Linked DNA regions of Mus musculus: region 1 is linked to region 2. Evidence: chromatin contacts called from public promoter capture Hi-C data. All regions are on one chromosome and are shown on one strand. Each heading gives the region's core, a stretch centred on a gene start, on an enhancer-like site or on the middle of the called end of the contact. The rest is flanking DNA. Distances are from core to core; before and after follow the strand shown.

What was found. Promoter capture Hi-C pulls out the DNA fragments that hold promoters and counts their contacts.
Region 1: a promoter capture Hi-C map of hematopoietic stem and progenitor cells shows a contact between it and region 2, with 2.9 times the contacts expected there. The contact joins the promoter of Edn3 here to the promoter of Vapb in region 2. A contact is called at or near these places in 2 of 39 promoter capture datasets (embryonic stem cells and hematopoietic stem and progenitor cells).

The regions. Positions count from the first base shown.
Region 1 is chr2:174,759,319-174,765,256 of GRCm38.p6, reverse strand. It overlaps Edn3 (endothelin 3), which reads right to left and starts at 4,638. Exons shown (of 5, transcript NM_007903.5): 1 at 4,239-4,638; 2 at 3,432-3,744. The coding sequence starts at 4,290.
Region 2 is chr2:173,732,581-173,738,958 of GRCm38.p6, reverse strand. Vapb (vesicle-associated membrane protein, associated protein B and C) reads right to left here and starts at 1,388. Exons shown (of 6, transcript NM_019806.5): 1 at 1,209-1,388. The coding sequence starts at 1,266.

The sequences.
Region 1 (5,938 bases), core at 3,389-5,888, 1.0 Mb before region 2:
ATGTGTTTTAAGCACACTTGTGCAGGCAGGGCAGCCCTAAGCATTTGAGTATGTACACATATAACATTCCACCCACCATCTCCCCACTCAAATGTGCACATACATGACATCCCATGTACCACCCTTCAACTCACATGTATACACACATGACATCCCATGCACCACCTCCCTCATCACTGTCTTAGGCTTTGTGAATTTTCCAGGACAAGATGGGGTGAGGTTTCCCTTGGTTTGGATTTGTTTCTGCTTTTGTTGGCAATGTTGGAATTTGACTGCGGGTTGTGGGAAGTCGGGGCTCCTCGCGTGGCTGAGGCAAGTTTTAGGAAACTCTGTTAATTGTGCCATCTGTTAATTGTGATCTCAGATGCCAAGTCCAACTGGTAAAGGTCAAGTGTGGATCTTTAGGTCCATGGGCTTTGTTGGAGACCATGAGGAAAATTACGGGTAAGGCACATGGAGAGATATGCACCTCCACAGGGCAGTGAAGGGTTGAGTCTCTAAAGGGGCCACACGTTCTGAACAAAGAGACTTCCTGGAAGAGAGAAAGTCCTTCAGACTAGAGCCATGGCAAAAGTTAAAGTGAGAAAGCAAAATTAGGTTCAGGGCTTAACCAAAAGTCAGCCAACATTGATAGAGCATCTATTGTATACTGAGTGTGTGAGCACAATCTAACTGAGCTCAGGGTCTGACAAACATGGAGGAACCACAAAACCTCAGAGCTTCTGATTAAGAGAGTCTTGGGAGTATAAAGGTCCCTTGAGCCTAAACTAGGCAGTTACTATCCCACTGGAACTCGGGTGGGGCTCGATGGTAACTTCCAACGTCACTCCTTCAGAGCCTCGGATGTAGAACCAAGCCTACTCAGCACAACCTATGAAAGATCCTCACAAGTGTCCTTCAAGGACAAAAACAGAGGGTGGACTTGATCCCCATGCGACCAAATGGACAGGAACTGGAGCATCATGAAAAGGCAGAAACTCCCATAGTTCAAGGTTCTTGGTTTAGAAACAAGGATCAAGATTGCTCCCTCAGCCTGAGCAGCCAGCCACAGGGATTAGGAACAGCCACAGCCTCGTCGGGGCACTCGGGGAGTGAGAACACTAGGCCCCTTTAGGACAGAAATTATGTGAGAGGGAGGGAACCACTGGAGAGGAGGGGCTGAGATGGGAGGGCCGGAAAGGAAGATGTAGACCTTGTGAGTTAGTCAGTAACCTTTCAGGTTCTTCTATTCCACTGGAGGCCTATAGAGCTCATTTTCTCTCATTGTAATCTTGTTTACAATATGTTAAAGATAGAAAATGGATCCACTTAAGGGAAGGAAGGAGAGGAGGAAGAGAACAGACGGTGTGTGCGTGTACACGTCTGCATGCACAGAAAGAGAGTAAGGCCATCCAGGAAACATCTCCCAGCTAACTTATTTATCTTGTCTGAATTCAAAGTGCTCTAGTCTGGCAACTGTCACTTTTGTTTCACAAGCGGTTGAACGGAACACGGGGACACTGGATTCACCCCTTCCCTCACACTGGGTAGAGTAAATTAAGGTAGGAGAAGAGAGGAAGACGTAGACCAGACGCGAGGAGAACTCTTCTAGGTGGCTGTCCCAGAAGAAGCAGATGGTCCATGGCATCCTTTTACTCCACCCAAGACAGCTCAGAATTCCAGCACAGGATCTCAAATATCTCTGGGTGTTTATGGAGCCTCTAGGACATGTCCCAGGTGTTCAATTCCCACCCAAGCAGTGCTCAGAACATTGGACAACAAGCAGAGACCTAAAGGAGTTTCCAATTCCTGACTCCACCCTGTCCCTTCCTGCTCAGTTTCTTCTCTCTTCTTCTAAACTTATAACTTGGGATTCGAGCCAAGGCCAGGACCCAGGGCCTTTTGACTGCCTAGGGATCCCCTTTCTGGGGTGTTCATTTGTGGGATCACAACAGCAAATGGTTAGAAATCAAGGACAGCAGTCAGGGTGGTGGTGGTTCTGAGAAAAGATGAACTCGAGACTCTGAGAAGAGACACCAATACAGGACGGCCCAATACTCACCCCTGTAACCTGCCCATCTCCCCATTGTGGCCAACAGATTGTATAAGGGCCTCATCAGACACAGGAGGGAAGTAAATGGCTCCACTGAGATCAGCTACAGAACTGAGGAGTCTCACACAGCTCTTGGTTCAGTAAGGGATTACTGAACCCTTATTGTCCTGAAGTTGAAGGACAATAGCAGCCATGATTAAACAAACCCAGGGTCCACCTGAGCCCAGTTCCTATGCAGGAGTCTGGGTGGCTCTTCAGTGAAGCCAGTTCTGCCTGCCACTCTGGACACTTGGGGAGATTTCAGACATACCTGGGTATTGTTAGGGGTCTTGTCAACAGAATCAGGAAACACTGGACCCTCAGAGTACCCCCTCTCCTGTGTGCTTTATTACTAAAATGCCTAGGTGGATGAGTGACTCTTCAAAGCCATGGCACAGAGGACTCTGACACCAATGGGCTTCCAGAGAGAGGAAACCCTGAAGGAGAATAACTAGTTGCCTTTCTAGGCTGAGGGGTTGTGCTCAGCCATCTCCAAGCTCCCAGACAAGGATTCCTAGGCAAGTTCCAGTAGATATCCCTAGAGATGCAGAGAACACCCAAGGAACTGAGTTTAGCATCATCCAGCCCAAGATTCAAGGGATCCAAGAGACAAGCTGTGAGATAGTGGCCACAAGGTCACACCCTATAGCTGCTTATAAGTCATGTCTTAGCGCACGGGGAAACCCCAGTGGTCCAGTGGGGATTGAGTGGAAAATAAAACAGAGAAACCTTCTCTATGGTTCCAGGGGAGGGTGCCTCTTATCAAAGGTGACACCTAGAGACACTTAAATACAGCAGCACCTGGTACTAGGTATTTGTGAGAGATTTTAAGATTGAACAGAGAGGCCCTCTGTGGCCATGGCTGTGGACATTGGGGTTAGCCCTGGGGAATGGCAGCCATGTGAGCCACATGTGTCACTCTGGCTTGGCATCCAAGATGGGCAGAAACGGAAGAAGCCATTTCAAGGGATGTATATCATTTGGGTCTGCCAAGCCTACCTTCCTACTTTGCCCCCACCCCAAAGCTGCTCTTAAGGGATTCCAAAGAGTTAGGAGGAAGGCTCAGCCCAACGAGCCTCTGGGGTAGGAGCATAGAACTCTGTGAGCATCTAAAGTCCCACCCCACCACATCTCAAATCCAGCACTGAGTTTCTTTGTAACTAGGTTCTCAGAGGGGAGGTGGGTTGCCCCTGGCCTGTGATAGGAGTCATGCTGCCTGGAGCCACTGCAGGAGCTGAATGCTGCACTGTGGTAGATTCAGGGATCTGAATGAGGTGGGCTGAGGTCTGAGCAAAAACCCCTGAAGCCTTAGGCCTGGCACAGAGCCACACTCCTCCCCCAAACCCCTAGGCCAACTCACTCAGGAGTGTTAATCCAGATGATGTCCAGGTGGCAATAGTAGACACACTCCTTGTCCTTGTAAGTGAAGCACGTGCAGCGGCGAGGGCGGTGGTGTGCAGGCAGCCCCTTGTCCTCTTGTTTCCCAGACCTGCCTGGTGCCCGTTCCTGCCCAGCGCTTTCAGGCTGTGCAGGCAGTGCAACTGTTGGGGACACAATCCTCTCACCAGGGCCAGCCACAGTCTCTTCACAGCCCCTCTCTGATCCAGCTTCAGGGGGACCCTGGGACACACTGGCTCTGCCAGAGTCCCCAGACTGGGGGCAAGGCACAAGTCCTGCAGGAGGAGGATTGAAGGGCTCCTAAGCTGCTGACACAGAGTTCTTGGCACCCACTACCCCGCCCCCCAAACCAGAATGAGACTCAACCAAACTTCTGCAATGTCTGGAGGAGGCTGGTTGCATTTTCCCCAAGTCTCCAAACTAAGCCAAATGCCTTAAAAAGTTTACAAAGCTCCGTGCACATTCAGTAAAAACTTGAGAGTTATTGCAGTCCCTGTGAAATCTGAAAGCTATTTGTTCTTCACTGGGTAAAACTCAAAAAAATTTTTGTATAGTCTCTGAAAAGTGCCCAAAGAAAGTCTCCCAAACTGAAAACCCCCAGACCCAGTGGAAGTTATCGCTATGTCTTCAGGCCCTTCTACCCGCCCCTGGGAGACTTCAGGGTGTAAAGCCAGACTTATCAGCTTCCCCGCAACACAGACCCGCGCCTGGCTTCCTTTTGTGTGCACTCCCGCGTGGAGAGGAGCGCCGCCCCGCCCCTCCCGCTTACCTGCAGCGGAGGTCACTGTGAGCCCGAGAAGGAGCCACAGCCCCGGCTCCATGAACCCCGATCAGGCGCGGGAGCACCGGGCCTGGAGGGTGGCCGCTTGTGACCGCAAAAGGGTAGTGAGACTGGCTACAGCTTTCGAGTCCTGTCGCTGCCTGAGCTGCGCGTCCCGGCTCAGAGTTACTTGGCTGAGGCGGTCACGAACTTTCAGAGCGCGCTGCCCATCCCTGCGCAGGGCTGGCCGGCTGTGGCTCAGGCTTTTCTGGCTCCCGCACCACCCCCTTCGCCTCCCCGCCCCTCCGAGGGGCTGGAACTGCCGCGCTGGGCCTTTGAACCCGGGGCTCACGGGGGTCGCTTTGCAAGCGCAGGGGGGGAGCTGACCAGAGGCGCATTCGCCCCAGGCTTACCCAGGGGTAGAGAGAGGCGGGGACGCCGCGCTCCCCGTGGGTGGATGGGGTAGGGTGAAGGCCCGAACAGCTGCTTGAAGGCCACACTCTGCCGGTGCTCACACTGCTCACTTACACATAGACTCACACTTGAAACCCCCTGCCCAGCCCAAAGCAACCTCACCCCCACCCCAAGAGCACCAAGACCATGAAAGGGCTGCACAGAAGGGCTGCTGGCTTCTTGTTCCTTTGAAGTCAGTCTAAAGGAAAAGTTCTATTCACCAATGGTCTTACCCTTGCCGAGGGCCCTTGTGCCACGGCCCTGGGTGTACTTTACTCTTCTGATTCATGGGTGCCCGAGCCAGCTCCCTGACTCTGGAAGATCTAAGTGACAGGTGGGGCTGTAGGACCAGAGCAAAGTCACAAAGATTCCACTCAACGTGAGTTAGCGGTTTCGGGGGAGCCCTATTTCCTCACTGGCCCCTTTAGTGAGGGGCCTCTCTCCAAAAGTCATACAAGTGTTGCTTTTCAGGGCACTGCGGTAGTTTAATGAGTCTACAAACCTTTGACTATTGTCATAAAATGTGGGTTTCAAAGCCATTCCTCCCCCTGCCAATATTTCTAATGATTGGCATTCTAAAAAGTAGAATCCAAAGAGGTGGCCCAGGTGGCTCTCATGAGGCAAGCCATGAAAGGGGTACACTTGTCATTAGAAGAAGCCCCAACCAGTCAGGCAAAGTGGTCCCATGGGGAATCCTATGTGAAGGGAAACTGAGGCCTCACAGCAAATGAGAAAGCAGATGGTAAGTAGAAAGAGACTAATGCCCCTGCCTCCAAGGAGTCCAGCTAAAGGCCAGTTGGTTTGAACTGCTGTGTGTCGCAAGACACTTTAGACTGAAGGCTCATACACAGAAAGATACTGCTCCCAGTTCTGAGGTCTTGGACGTCCAAGTATGTCCGGTGTCTATCATGGCTCATGGATGGCTCTTCTTTAATGGTGGATTGTGGTAGAAGGCCACGGTGCTCCGGTTAGCTATTACCACCTGACACCTCCAAGGTGCCACCTCCTAACAATCATCTTGGATTTCACCAGGTCAAGAGAAGTATCTATTATTCTCTCTTTCCTTGCCATTAAAATACCCATCTGCCATCGTCGAGGGCACTGACAGCCCAGTTGTCTTCACTGGTCTCTGTGGGTGTGGCCAAAGCAAACACTGCCTGGATGGACGTGTGCCCTGGGTCTTCACTCCAGCTGAGATAAGGAAGGTTAAAGGTGGAGAATCAGGGTTAAGAGTAAAAGACACTGTACAGAGGGCA
Region 2 (6,378 bases), core at 139-2,638:
TCACTACCAAACGGACACCACTTCCTTGTCGCTAACAAGTGGGATCCCGATAAGTGGGGGAACCTCTGGTGACGAGGGTCCACATTTAAGTCGATGCTTCTATTGAAATTTTTTTGTGTATGTGTCTGTGTGTTTGTTCACAAGTGTGCCAGGCTGCACCTGTTGGGGTCAGCGGACAATGTGCACAAGTCGGTTCTCTCCTTTGACCATGTGGGACTCAGGGATTGAACTAAAGTCCTCAGCCTTGACAGCAAGCTCTTTATCCGGTGAACCATCTCCACAGCCCTGTGTTAGGCTGCCTAAGGTTTTTGTTTTCAGGTTGACTGGACGGCCTCTGCTTCCTTGTAAGAGTCACACTGCACACTCTGAACCTGGAAGGCAAGGTGAACAGCCACAGATCTGAAGCATTTCCCAAGAGTCTGTGGGTACAGTGGCTAAGTATCTGAACGTCTGAAATCAGAACTCAAATGCGACAACTAGATAAGAGCTGTGATCCTACGTTACTTCCCAGCGGTGGAGAAACGGGTGACTCTCGGCCACCCAAAATCGTGTGTGCCAGCTGTGGGCTACACGTGGGCAATACACAGAGGATCATATCAGCCAACCTCAAGTACACCTTCATAGAGTCCAGTTTCTTCCTCTTCCTCCTAGTGCTTACCACTGTATTCTGCCATCTTGCTTACTGGTTGTTGAACTTTATAGGCCTCCTGTGCCCAATCTCATGACTCAAACATGCAACGAAGCAAGGAACAGGCTGGGCATGGACCCTGTTGCCTCGTGGCCCTTAAAATTAGTGAATGGAAACATTCATGTGTACATACACACACACTTGTGTGTGTGTATGTACATATATGTACGCACATGTATGTATACACACTATCTATAACATGCGTATACCATGCATATATATTTGTCTACGTGCACCTTTTTAATCACCTGGGCATGCACCTTTACACACAGATGTATACAGAAAGTGTACTACACAGAAAGTGTGCACGGGCTTCGTGGGCTGTAACCCCGGCAGCTCGCTGCCTCGGGGGAGCTGATGGAAGGGTACTCAGGCAAACCGTTTCCATGCACTGACTCCACATGCATGCATTAGACGCCTGGTGCATGCGGGCCTCAAGCGGACAGTGTCCTGCCCTCAGGGCGCGTCCCTTCCGGCACCGGCCGCTGAGTGACAGCTCCCGGGCCGGCCGGCCGCTTACCTCGGAACTTGAGCTCGTGTTGTGGCTCGAGGCTCAGGACCTGTTCCACCTTCGCCATGGTCCTCCCCGTCGGGGGCGACGGCGCGGGCGGGGGGCGGCGGCCTGGGTGGCGGGGCGCAGGGGCGGAGGGCGAGGCCGCGGTGCCGGGCGAGCTCACGGCACGCACGACGTACCCACGCACGCCCCGACGCACGCACGTACGCACGTACGTAGCAGATGCCGGGCTCCGGCAGTGGCCAGCGGCTCCAGCGACAAAAGGGAGACTGCGCATGCGCAGGGTGTTCAGGGCCACTGCGCAGGCACAGACCGGGCGGTAGAGGGCGGAGCTTCCGAGACAGGGGGCGTGGCCTCTCGAGGCTTGGGAGGAGGGGCGGTCTCCAGTGAGACTGTTCAGTAAGCGCCTGCGGGGAGAACTGTTGTTAAGTGCTTTACTTAATAATAATAATTAACAAGAATAAACTTCCACTTTCTTCCCGCACGTGTGGTGCCAGGCTCTACTGAGCCTGAATATAATAAAGTACTTATTATTCTTACAAACACAATGTTTACGGGTTAGTGATATGTGCCAGGCCTTGTGACAGTTCATAAATAACAATTATAAATATAATAAACTGGCAATTATTGTTTGCTTATTTCGTGCCACTCCGCTGAATGCTTTCAGTAACTGTCATAAATAAAAGCTATTCTGCATTCAGTGTTTACCAAACCGCAAAGCGCTGCACTGAACCATTTGCTGATAGCATTACTTGTTTATGCAAGAAATATTTAGAAATACAATAACCAGAAAACGACCTGCTTCACACCGTGCTAGGACCTCACTGAGAGAATAAATTAGTTACACACATAAATCACATGACTAAAAGTAACTGAGAGCCTAGCTCTGTCTGATACCCAAAATAAGCCCTGTATGTTCCCATTGGCACGTGACTAGTATTTCATTGTGTAACGTATACTATGTAAAATAGACCTTCATAGCCTCCTCATCAAACATTCGTGTGAAGAGTACACATGACTCTATATGGCAGGAATATCCATGTTGTTCATGTACTTCCCATGTTCTATACACCTGAAGTTATTTTCATAATAAAAGTTTCCAAGGGGTAGTCTTTGTCTTTTAGCTTGTGCATCTAATCCATTTATACTTATTGTATTTGTTGGTGTACCTGGGTTTATTTCTGCTGCTTTACGTTGGTTTTCCCATTAGATGTACTGTTTCTTTTGGCCTCTCATTTCTTGCTCTTCAGGATTGTTTTCCTCTCCATCTGTTCTTTCCTTGTGTTCTGCTACTACTGCTTCATGTGTACTGAATCTATGAAAGTCTAGCTTTTATGACATTTTGTTCTGCTTTCTTGAGATTTTAGGGCTTCAGTTCATCATAGTCACCCACTGCTCCATTATACGCCTTGTGCTTTTAAAGGAAACTCAGGTTTCCCTCAGTCTAGTTTTGTTTTGTTTTGTTTTGTTTTTGGTTTTGGTTTTTTGGTTTTTTGAGACAGGGTTTCTCTGTGTAGCCCTGACTGTCCTGGAACTCACTCTGTAGACCAGGCTGGCTTCGAACTCAGAAATCTGCCTGCCTCTGCCTCCCGAGTGCTGGGATTAAAGGCGTGCGCCCACTCTGCTCTGTGTTTTGCCACACTGTCTCTGCGTTTGTTGTACTTTGAACTCTTTGGGCTTTCTAAATTTGCTGATTGAGAATCTTTCATCAAGCTCAAAGCTTTTCAGTCAATATTTTTCTTACTTTTATTCTTTCCGTTGTTGCTTGTTTGCTTTGTTTTTGAGACAGGATCTCTTATATTCCAATCTGACCTTGAGGTCACTCTGTAGCCGAGGATAGCCTTCATTCTCCTGCCTCCACCTCTCCAATGAGGAATTTCAGGTGTTAGCTTTCATACCCAGTGCATGCAGGGCTGAAGTTGGTCCAAGGCTGCATGATAACCAAGCACTACCAGCTGAGCTGTCAACTTAGTCTCTAATTCTATTTTGTCTTTGAAGTAGGGGCTCACTATGTAGCACTGGCTAGCTGGAACTCACGATATAGAGACCAGGGTGGCCTCAAGTCACTCTGTTGTTGTTGTTGTAAATTACACCTAACAATGGCCATTTTCAAGACTGTGGCCCAGTAACACCATTTTCCTGTTGCCTGCAACCAACTCACTCACCCATCCCAAAGGTTCACCTTGCAAAGCCCAAACTCCACATCTCTTAAATGATAATTTGCATTTCTCTCCAGAGCCCATCCTTGGCGTTCATCATTCTGTTTTCTGTCTCCGGATTTGAGTGCTCTAGGCACCTGACAGAAGACGGGTCACTTAGCACTGAGATCGGACAGGGATGGGGTGGGGTGGAGGGGCAGCTAAGGGAATGTGTGAAGGAAAGGAACCCTCCCACCCACCCTGGGACATAATTTGCTGACTAAAAGTCAAAGTACCTCCAAACAACTGATGGTCAGTGAAGGCAATGGCCCCTTCCAGAGAGGACTAAAGGAGGTAATTATTCTGAACCTAACGGAAGTGACCATGGCAGGGCAATGTAGATGGAGCTCTTCCCAAATTCCATATTCCAATGAAGTAGCAACCCTATGGATTTTTAAAAATAATACTTTTCAAATACATATGTGAGGACATCAGGCAGGTGGGTTGCAGCAAACTGGGTAATTCTATACTGGCCATAGATACTGTCTGACGGCATTCTCAGCCCTTTGATTGGTAGAAGCCAGGGGTCTGTTCATATGTTCATAAGGCTTAACCAGTGGTCACAGAGATGTTAGGTCAGGTGCAGAAGAGAACAATAGATGGCTATCGGGAGGCATAAGATGGCCTTCGGTGATTGGCTCTGGATCTACAACCTTCCCACCTCTCCTCATTACTGCATGTCTGCCTAGTCAATCATTTTTGGGAGAAACAGCTTCTATGCAAGGACTCTGTTTCACAGGATGAGCCAAGCTAGCCAGAGAGCTAATGTGTGTTTCCCTGAACGCACCTCAGACAAGGATTAAAAAAAAAAAAAAAAAACCTAGCAACAGTGAGTCCTACCATAGGGGCACCCCTCTCACATCCCTTAATTGGAACAGTGCACCTCAGATGGCCCCTTAGGGCATCACTGACGCAAAGCACAATCCAAATAAGGCTTTTTACTTAGTTTCAAGCTCTATTAATCTCTAAACCTTGTAATAAATTGCTTCCTTTGAAGAATGCAACTTAAAACCACCAGATCACATACACAGCCACTGTGAAGCCACCTAAGTGTTGCCAGACATGTGGGTGGGGGTGGGGGGGCATGCCAGCCTGCATTCAAGGTCCTCTTGGTCTACAGAGCAAGTTTCAGGCCTTCTAAGAGAACTCTCTTGAGAAGCGCACACCCATGCCTCGAGTGTACACTGCCTTTTTCCTATGATTCTGTCTAAATACTTAATAAACTTATTGACTTTGCCTTTAGCTTGGCTCATCTTGAGATTCTTTTCAGTGCCATTGTCAAGCATATGGCTTTACCTGAGCAGAGGTCTCTGAGGGAGAGAAAGCTCTTCAGGCTGCTGGCAGCAGTGCTGGCCTGTGTCTCCCTGCCACCACTGCTGACAGCATGAGGTCCCTCAGGGCTCATCCATTGTGCAGCGTGTGTGACAATATCGCTTTCAAATGCCACCTCAGCCTCAGCGCCTCACTCTCAACATCTGGAGTTCCGGTTGGCATTCTTATTTATGATGTTTTTGAAACTGTAGGTTGTTTTCCCGATAGCAACTTATAAAATGAGTCCAGACGTCATTAGCAGAATCTGGAAAGCAAGGCTAGGATGTACTGAGGTGCCTTCTGTCGTTCAGGAAACTTCTATGTGGCCATGCTAAAGTTCTTGTACTCATATCTAGGTACAGTGTCACAAGTATCAGCATAAGACATTTATTATTGGCATTTGATAGAGTAAATAAGTGAGGGAGGGACGGGGGCGGGGGGGAGAGGGAAGAGGTAAAACGTCCCAGTTTTTTATGCCAGCCTTCATGACTCTGAAGATAGCACACTGTCATCACTGTGATTGGACTTGGTCTTGCTGTGTACCTCAGTTGGCCCAGATCCCACTTCATAATCCAGGTTTGCATCAAATTCTTGATCCACCTGCCTCAGCCTCATGAGAGCAGACATCATAGTCTTAGACCACTACCCTCAGGTCCATACGCTTGCTTGCTTGGTCTGCTTTGCTTTGCTTTGCTTTGCTTTGCTTTGCTTTGCTTCGCTTCCCTTCCCTTCCCTTCCCTTCCCTTCCCTTCCCTTCCCTTCCCTTCCCTTCCCTTCCCTTCCCTTTCATTCATTCATTCGTTTGTTTGTTACAGGAGGCTCTTGAATGCTAGGTAGTATCCTAGAGCATCCAGCCCAGGCCTCTGGATTCCACCCTGACCAGATTGCAGACAATTCTAGACCTTTCTGTTGGTGGCTTGTTGTCCCTTCGACTGCAGGTAACCCTCTCAGATAGTTTTTCATTTGTCACTTACTGCACGCCCACAAGCTCTGCTGTGTCCCTTTATCTATCTGCTTGGCCACATGGTTTGTAACAGACTTCATACTCTCCTCCCCCTCCCCTAAGGCATGGCATAACATAGCTTTGGTGTTGGCTTTCTAGGTACTCAGCAATAACAGTACCCAGACCAGTCTGAGAGAAAGGAAGGTCATACGGAACCTGAGCTACCTGCCACAAAGGCCGCTTTGTAAACAGACCCACTGAGCAGGCAGGGGCACAAGGGAAGGATATTGTCCTCTGGGTGCCTGCTTCATTACTCCAGAACCACTGCTGTGATGACACCTTCTCAGGGGAATGTCCCACCTTGAGAAGCATCCCTAGACCTGGTGACCAGACTTCTACATCTCTACTCTCTGCCCATGGTCTGTGCTTCTGGCCATGAGACTGTGTTGTTGCTCGTGCACCTATATTCCTGTTCCGAGCAGCTGAGCTCACAGCTGTGTGCCTCTGCTCCTGCTATCCGTTCACCTGTGCTCCTGACTGTGCGTCTTCACTGCACACCTGTATTCTTGACAATGCACCTAGGTTTCTGTTCAGTGCGCTTGTGCTCCTAACTATGCACCTGTGCTCCTGACCATGCACCCCCTGGCCATGCACCTGTGTTCCTGTCTACGCACCTGTGTTCCTGTTCGTGCACCTGTGTTCCTGTTTGTGCACCTGTGTTCCT